Regions from separate parts of the Sus scrofa genome. Here all the other regions are linked to region 3. The links are chromatin contacts, called in public Hi-C maps. All regions are on one chromosome and are shown on one strand. The core of a region is the stretch at or near the end of the contact, and the rest is flanking DNA. Distances in the headings are between cores, read along the strand shown.

Region 1 (2,700 bases), core at 106-2,605, 250 kb before region 3:
TCTTCCCTTCTAAGGTTGAGATAAAACGTTTTTTTTTTTTTGCTTTTCAGGGCCCCACTCACAGCACATGGAAGTTCCCAGGCTAGGGGTCAAAGTGGAGCTGCAGTTGCCAGCCTACACTACAGCCAAAACAACACAGGATCTGAGCCATGTCTATAACCTACACCACAGCTCACAGCAATGCTGGATCTTTAACCCACTGAGTGAGGCCAGGGATTGAACATACATCCTCATGGATACTAGTTGGATATATTTCTACTGCACCACAACGGGAACTCCATTTTTTTTTAGTACTTTAAATCTCCTTTCTCCTTCATTTTTGGTAATGAAAAGTATATTTCTTGCCCTTTTTTCCTAATTGTAATACAAATGATGGACAGTATTTTGAGTTAAAAAACTTATTTCTTGATAAATATCATAGATTTCCTCCACACTATAATCTCTGGACATAATTGATATCATTGCTATTATCATAAAAATGTAAGGACATTGTCACAAATGACAGTGCTGTACAAATCATCTAAAGCAAAATTTTTTCTCCTTTCAGAAATTCTACCTCTGAGAGTTTTTCCACATAAGATACAAGAGGAATTTGTTTTCGCTGGTTCCTCTTAATCATCAATAGCAAGATTATACTTATATGGGTATAATACTCAGTAATACCTGTACTAGTAATGTAATTTAGATGATATTTGGTAATTTATTTAGGTTTACAGAGCATCATTTAAATTTATTATCTAATTTAGTTTTCAAAAGGTATTATTCCCTCTTTTGACACATAAGCAAACTGAAGCTTGGGGAAGTGAAGGGAATTTGCTAAAGACGTACAGATGACAAGTAGCAAAGCCAAATGCAGGAGTATTTTGTCCACATCTCATGTGTACCATATTAGGGTTTGCAGAATAAATATAATACATGTTTTTGCCTTTAGGGAACTTGCTGTTTAGTTGGGAAAAATATTGATGCCATGAAAATAACTTGCATGGATGGCAGATGGATCATTGTCTTGGGACCAGAGGACTTTTGCAGCTCATAAAAACCTGTTTCTTTTAACTGAATAAAATTATATGTAAAGTGTAAAACAGAAAATCTTTTCACTGACAAAGGTGTTGTCACAGACATCTGTTGTCTGAGGATCTCAGAGACAATTTGAAATAAAGCTAGATTTACCTCCACATAAATGTTTATCAGCCAATTATCATGTCTTCCAACATCCATGCAATGTACAGCATAGATACACAGGGGAAGCCTGGTTGTGTCCTTAAGAAATGAACCCAGTTTTACATCCGGACCTGTGGCAGGACCAGCAGCATGACGCATGTCAGGCCTGTTGATTGAACAAGCTGCTCCAAGTGACCTCAGGCTCCGTCCTCTATAAAACTAGGAGGTTAATATTCAGCTGTGCTGTTAACTGGGGCATAAAAGTAGGGACAAGATTTGCAATCTGTTAATGTTTTCTTAAGCTCTTGTTAAGTAAGAGCTAAATCCACCATAAATGGGAGCAATATAAATTAAGCTGCTGTAATTAGCAGTCCAAATGTGTACCTTTGCAAAAGGTTATCTTTAATGCCTTTTTTTTTATTAACATAATCATGTGTTTTGGATAATCATAGCCATGGGGAAAAACTGGGAAATACAAAAGTCCTATTTCTCAGTCACACAGAAAGGAGTGGACTCCACAGCAAAGTATGGAAAATAATAGAGAAGACATCTATACATCTACCAAACCAGATTTAACAAATATTACCATATTTTCTTCAAATTAGTATTGGTAAAGAAATAAAGTGTTTAATGTAGCTGAGAAAAAAAAAAGAAAGAAAAAGGAAGAAAGAAAGAAAGAAAGAAAGAAAGAAAGAAAGAAAGAAAGAAAGAAAGAAAAAGAAATTAGTGTATTACAAATGAGCCACAACATAATTTGTTACAATAGTGTTGGGTAGTTAAGATATTTGGAGGGAGGAGACAGACCATTTAAAAGTAAGTTTTAGTATCTTGCTCTTTAAGGAGATGGTGTATGTAAGGCATACCCACAGTTTGGCACATAGGAGCTGTTCAAACACATGCTAGCGCTTATGAAGTTAGTGTTTGGGATAATCAGAGAATGTAGATCCTCTATCATTGTGTCCAGAGCCTTTCTTGCCCTTTTTTTTTTTTCTTTTTATAGCCACAGCTGAGGCATATGAAAGTTCCCAGGCTAGGGGTTCAATTGGAGCTGCAGTGGAGGCCTATGCCATAGCCATGGCAACACTGGATCCCAGCCACATCTGCAGCTTACACCACAGCTTGTGGTGACACTGCATCTTAACCCACTGAACAAGGCCAGGGATGGAACTTGCATCCTCATGGATGCTATGTTGTGTTCTTAACCCACAAAGCCACAATGGAAACTCCTTAAGCTTTAATATAGCTCTTACCTCACTGATGCCAATGCTGTTGACTTGACTGGTCTCACTCCTCAGGCTTGGAGCTTTCTTAGAATGAGGGTTTATCTTTCTCTCCCTGGCAACTGCTGCATCTCCTAGCAGACACTAGGTACTAAATAAGTATCTGTTAAAGTAATGCCTCTAGCCCAATGTTTCTCTGTTCAGTATTTCATATAGATGATCTGATTTTAGCTAATCAGAGTCAAAATTGAATCTCTCTAGATCAGAACATCATCTCTTACCTGTTCTCTCAGCAGCCTACCATACCAATCTCACCATC
Region 2 (2,700 bases), core at 156-2,655, 140 kb before region 3:
TATATTGCTTGCAAATATCTTCTCCCATTCAGCAGGTGGCTTGTTTGTTTTGTTGATATATTCCCTCACTGTACAAAAGTTTTTAGTTTTTTAGTTTGTAGTCTCACTTGTTCATGTACTTTTTTGAATTTTATTTTATTGGAATATAGTTGATTTATAACGTTATATTAGTTTCAATTATACATCAAAGTAAATCAGTCATACATATAATACATCCATTTTTCCCACACAAGTTATCACAAACTGTTGAGCAGATTTCCCTGTGCTATAGAATAGGTTCTCATTAATCATCTATTTTATATAGTAGGTGTATGTGTTATTCCCACCCTCTCAATTCTTCCCTCCCCACAGTGGTTTCACCTATGGTAAGCATTGAAATCTGTAAGTTTGTTTCTGTTTTTTCAAATATGTCTTTTTGCCGCATTTTTATTAGATTCTACATGTAAGTGATATCATATGATATTTGTCTTTCTCTGTCTGACTTACTTTACTTAGTATAATAATCTCTAAGCCCACCCATGTTGCTGCAAATGACATTTTTCATTCTTTTTATGGCTGAATAATATTCCATTGTATATATGTACCACTTCTTCTTTATCCATTCCTCTGTTAATAGACATTTTGATTGCTTCCAAATCTTGGCTATTGTAAATAGTGCTGCAGTGAGTATTGGGGTGCATGTATCCTTTCAAATTAGAAATTTCTCTAGATATATGCCCAGGAGTGGGACTGTTGGATCATATGGTAGTTCCATATTTAGTTTTTTAAGGAACCTACATACTGTTCTCTGTAGTGGTTGCATCAATTTACATTTCTACCAACAGTGAAGGAGGGTTTCCTTTTGTCCACACTCTCTCCAGCATTTATTGTTTGTTCACTTATTTATTTTTGCTTTTATTCCCCTTGCCTGAGGAGACATATCCCCCAAAATATTACTAAGATTAATGCCAAAAGAAACCTATATTTTCTTCTAGAAGTTTTACAAGTTCACATTTACATTTAATTCTTTAATCTGTTTTGAATTTATTTTTGCTCACAGTGGGGGAGAGTAGTCCAGTTTTATTCTTTTGCATGTAGCTATCCAGTTTTCCCATCCCCATTTATTGAAGAGGCTTGATTTTCCTCCATTGTATACTCTCGCCTCCTCTAATGCTTCAATCTTATTAAAAACAAAGCAGACAATGCAAACTCCTTGCTGTTACCCGGTTTGGTTGCCCACCTTGTTTATAACAACTAGAATTAATGAATTTGGAGTGTTTCCAAAACACAAGCCCTCTCACAAGTAATTGTCATTGTTGAAGATATTGGTTTACTGGACTTTTTATGAAACGAACTGAGGGTCAGAGGATCAGAGGTTGAATCTGGGTTTGTACACTTAGGATGTTGACTTTGTGAAAGTTATTATCTTCTTCAAGTCCCCGTGTCTTTGTCTGTTAAGTATGTTAACAGTGGTCTCTTCAAGTATGTTCTGAGCTCCTGATGCGTGTGCTTCCTTTCCATATATCATGCGATATCTGTTCTCATAAGGATTAGACAATGTTTGTGCACTGGTTCAATGAATAAAAGGTGTTATATATTTAACATATTTCAAGCCCTGAAAACAAATGAAAAAGTAGTTCTGAAAATGTTTTGATCATTGGCAGCTTCACCAGAGTAAATATTTGGCTTACCTAGGTGCCTGGAACTCAGTGACTATTTATCAAATGGATAAATTTACTGAGCACTGGGACTTCAGGAGAAAATCAATAGCCTTATTCATGGCCTGGCAGAACCTGTGAATAAATGAATGAATGATAACAGTTTCTAGTAAAATATACATTTGTGTATGTTAGGGCAGGTATCAGATGTTAACACTTGTACTTCATATCTTAAGAAAGGTTAAATCTGAAATCTAATTTTCTAGAGATGAAAATTCTGATTAATAATCTCCCAAAGGAAATAAAAAATACTTCTCTTCTTACTTTTCCTAGCCTGATCAGTGACTCTGAGCTCCGTTTATTCCTTCATTAATCATGTTGTCAAACACTTGGTGTGATAAGTGCTCAGGCAAATCCTTAATAAGACATTTACCCATACTTTGTGAAGCTCACATTTGTACTTTATAACTTCCCCAGATCCAAAGGTGGGCAGATAATCACAGTCAACTGCGGGTACCAATGCACCAATTACTTCTGCAGTAAGAGCATCTTCTTACTCTTAAGCTGCCTGAAAAGGCCTCTCCAGGCAAAACAAAAAGAGAGTTACCTGGAAAACTGAAGTCACATCAGAACAGCCTCCTACAGAGGACTGATGACCATGAGGGTCTAGGACAATTACCTATTGTCATTTTTCAATTTTAGTAATAGTAATATAATAGTAATAAATGTGTATAGTCCTCTAAGCATTATTTTCATTTCATGTATAAAAACTGGGAGTTCCTGTCGTGGCTCAGTGGTTAATGAATCTGACTAGCATCCATGAGGACACAAGTTCAATCCCTGGCCTCGATCAGTGGGTTAAGGACCCGGCATTGCCATGAGCTGTAGTGTAGGCCACAGATGTGGCTCAGATCCTGAGTTGCTGTGGCTGTGGTGTAGGCTGGCAACTGCAGCTCTGATTTGACCCCTAGCCTGGGAACCTCCATATGCTGTGGGTGCAGCCCTACAAAGCAAAACAAAACAAAACAAAACTGGAACTCAGAGACCCAAGTAAGCTTAGTTT
Region 3 (2,700 bases), core at 134-2,633:
AGATGGTGACAGTCAGGATGAATTTGGGCACCAGAGGCATCTAAGACACATATTGCAAGGAAAATAAATAATTAAGAAATAGAATGCTATTCTATTGTCATTTTCAGACTCACACAAATTTCAAGCAATAAGTTATAGGTTAGCAGAGATACAGTTTTCACTCATTTTTCTCTGCAGAACACAAAGACAATTGAATTACGTGTAGGTGGTTCTATTAAGTGACTCATGTGTTGCAAACAAGTACCAGGTGCTTAGTTGCAAAGCTAGGGCTAATCAATAAATAATTCTTTCGGAAAGGAGACAGAATTCTCTATTTCCATAATAGTCCATTTATAGATATGTTAAATATTAAAAACTCTGGGGCAAGAATTAATCGTACATAAAATGATTTTAGCCATATTTCAGAGCTTTGGAAATCATATGCCTTATATTTTTGCCACTTTATTCTATGTTGATTTTAAAGCTTCTTTGCTTATTTATTTTTAGGGCACAGGAAAGATGTCAGGGTAACCTGTAATTTTCAAAAATGAAATCCTTCATATATTTTTGGAACATGAATTCTTTTTATCTACTTCATCTCATTCTAAAATCTATTTTAATATATCCATAGACTAAAAATAAAGATTAGATATAATTAAAGTATTAAAATTATTATTGCCTTGGGATTAAATTCAAGGGTTTTTTATTTTCTTCTTTGTTTTTTTTTTTTGGAATTTTCCAAATTTTCTGTAGTTCTTACATGTTATCTTTGTAATAAGAAACAATCCTACACTAAACATCATTTTTTAAAATTCAAATTCAAAAGAAAACACTTTGGTAACCATTTTTGTGACCCAAGATGGTTTTCATAAAAAATTCTTACAACGTAGGTCATGCATGGAGAGAATTTTCTAACACAATGAAAAAGAAACCATCACTTGATTTTATCTTAAATTAACTTCTTTCCAGGGATATTAATGCCTTAGTTTTAAAGGCCGTGCATGTAGAGTCCAAGAGGAACTGAACTTCATGTACAGTTCTTACAAGATAGAGTCCAGGTAGAAGTGTGGCAAGAATTACGAAATTCCACTGACCTTACTTTTGACTACAGGCAGGCAAACATACTACTTGTCATTTCGTGTCTAGACTAGTGATGACCTCCTATTTTCTGGATAGATTTATGCCTTATGTTCCTGTTAGGAATATTCTATTCCACAATTTCTCCTCCTGTACAGATGGAAAATTCCAGAAAGGGACCAGAAACACCTTACATAAGAGGGTTAGTGAGTTCATCAATCATTAACCACTGCAATCTCACCAAACCAGCTAAAAAGAGACTGAGGCTGATAGCCAGAGCTGATAATTCCATCAAATCCAAGGTGGATCTTTATGTAGTAAACCCTGGGTCATTTCCCAGGCCTTCCTCCTTTTCCAGAAACTGCTGGCATTGGTCAGCTGTTATTGCACCTGTAGAGCTGCAGCTCTTTGCTCTCATGCTCTTCCCCAGCACTGGTTGCAGAGTAGAACTCAGTTTTCCTGGGCCCTCTGTGCCATGTTGATTTCCGTGTCAACCATGCAGGCCCTTTTTGTTCATCAGGGCTTGGGACAGGGTGAGGCCATGGGGAGAATTGGTTGTTTTCTGTTTGTTTGTTTTTGCTCTGTTTGTTTTGGTTTTAATATTGAAAAGATTGGGGGAGTTCCCATTGTGGCACAGTAGAAACAATCTGACTAGGAACCATGAGGTTTCAGGTTTGGTCCCTGGCCTGGTTCAGTGAGTTAAGGATCTGGTGTTGCTCTGAGCTGTGGTGTAGGCCAGCAGCTGTAGCTCGGATTCAGCCACTAGCCTGGAAACTTTCCAGATGCCCTAAAAAAGAAAAAGAAAAGAAAAAAAAGTCTCCAGACATTACCAAATGTCTTCTTGGGAGGGGGGAGGGCAAGATCACTTCTGATTGAGACTATAAATTGCTTCTCTAGAAAAAAAAACAATTAATTTGTAATTATATGCTTATATGAATGATTATAAATATTGTCTCTTCCACTAGACTGTAAATTGTACAGAGGCAGGGATCACTTCTATGCTAAAATCTGCCCAGCTTCTGTTGCTGGCACATAGTAGCTATTCATTAAATATACATTGAATAATTAATTAATAAATTATTTGGCAAGTTTTATGAGCTATTACAATAATTCTAAAAATCCCAGGGTTAATCATTATCAGGAGAAAAATGGTTATTCCGGCTATGCAACAAAATATTTACAAAGTCTAACAATATCTAAAAGCCATGACATTTTGGAGGATATGTCATGATTTTTTCTCAAAATTTACAGACAAAAACTTGAAACTTAGATGTATAAGATATTTATATTATTTCAAAAGTTGATTTAAACTTTAATCTTCACTCTATTTCTCAAAAAAAAAACTATTTCTGAATATTTTTGGGTGTGAGAGTACATTTATTAATACTGATGTCAGATTGATAGCTCAGTACTCAAGGCATTTTATTTCTTAAATTTAATATAATTTTAAAACATTTTGATTACAAAATTAATTTCACTCAGTCTAAAAAATACAGAATTCAAATTATATAAAATAAAAGCTCCTAACTTTTCCCCAAACCAGTGATCTCCCCTGATTGCTTGAGAACGAATATATTTTGTTGTTGTTGTTGTTTTTGTCTGAAAAATATTTTTACTTAAATGATATGGTACTATACTTAGTTT

Evidence for each region. Hi-C and Micro-C count contacts between places; a contact is called where the count stands out from the background.
Region 1: a Hi-C map of liver shows a contact between it and region 3, with 2.0 times the contacts expected there. A contact is called at or near these places in 3 of 47 Hi-C or Micro-C datasets (liver and skeletal muscle).
Region 2: a contact with region 3 is called in a Hi-C map of liver, with 17 times the contacts expected there. A contact is called at or near these places in 1 of 5 promoter capture datasets (liver) and 4 of 47 Hi-C or Micro-C datasets (epiblast stem cells, liver and skeletal muscle).

What each region holds. Positions count from the first base shown.
Region 1 is chr4:50,881,451-50,884,150 of Sscrofa11.1, forward strand. No RefSeq gene overlaps it. Among named protein-coding and RNA genes, the nearest start is that of ATP6V0D2, 130 kb to the left of the region's middle.
Region 2 is chr4:50,990,021-50,992,720 of Sscrofa11.1, forward strand. No RefSeq gene overlaps it. Among named protein-coding and RNA genes, the nearest start is that of MIR9858, 220 kb to the right of the region's middle.
Region 3 is chr4:51,130,763-51,133,462 of Sscrofa11.1, forward strand. No RefSeq gene overlaps it. Among named protein-coding and RNA genes, the nearest start is that of MIR9858, 79 kb to the right of the region's middle.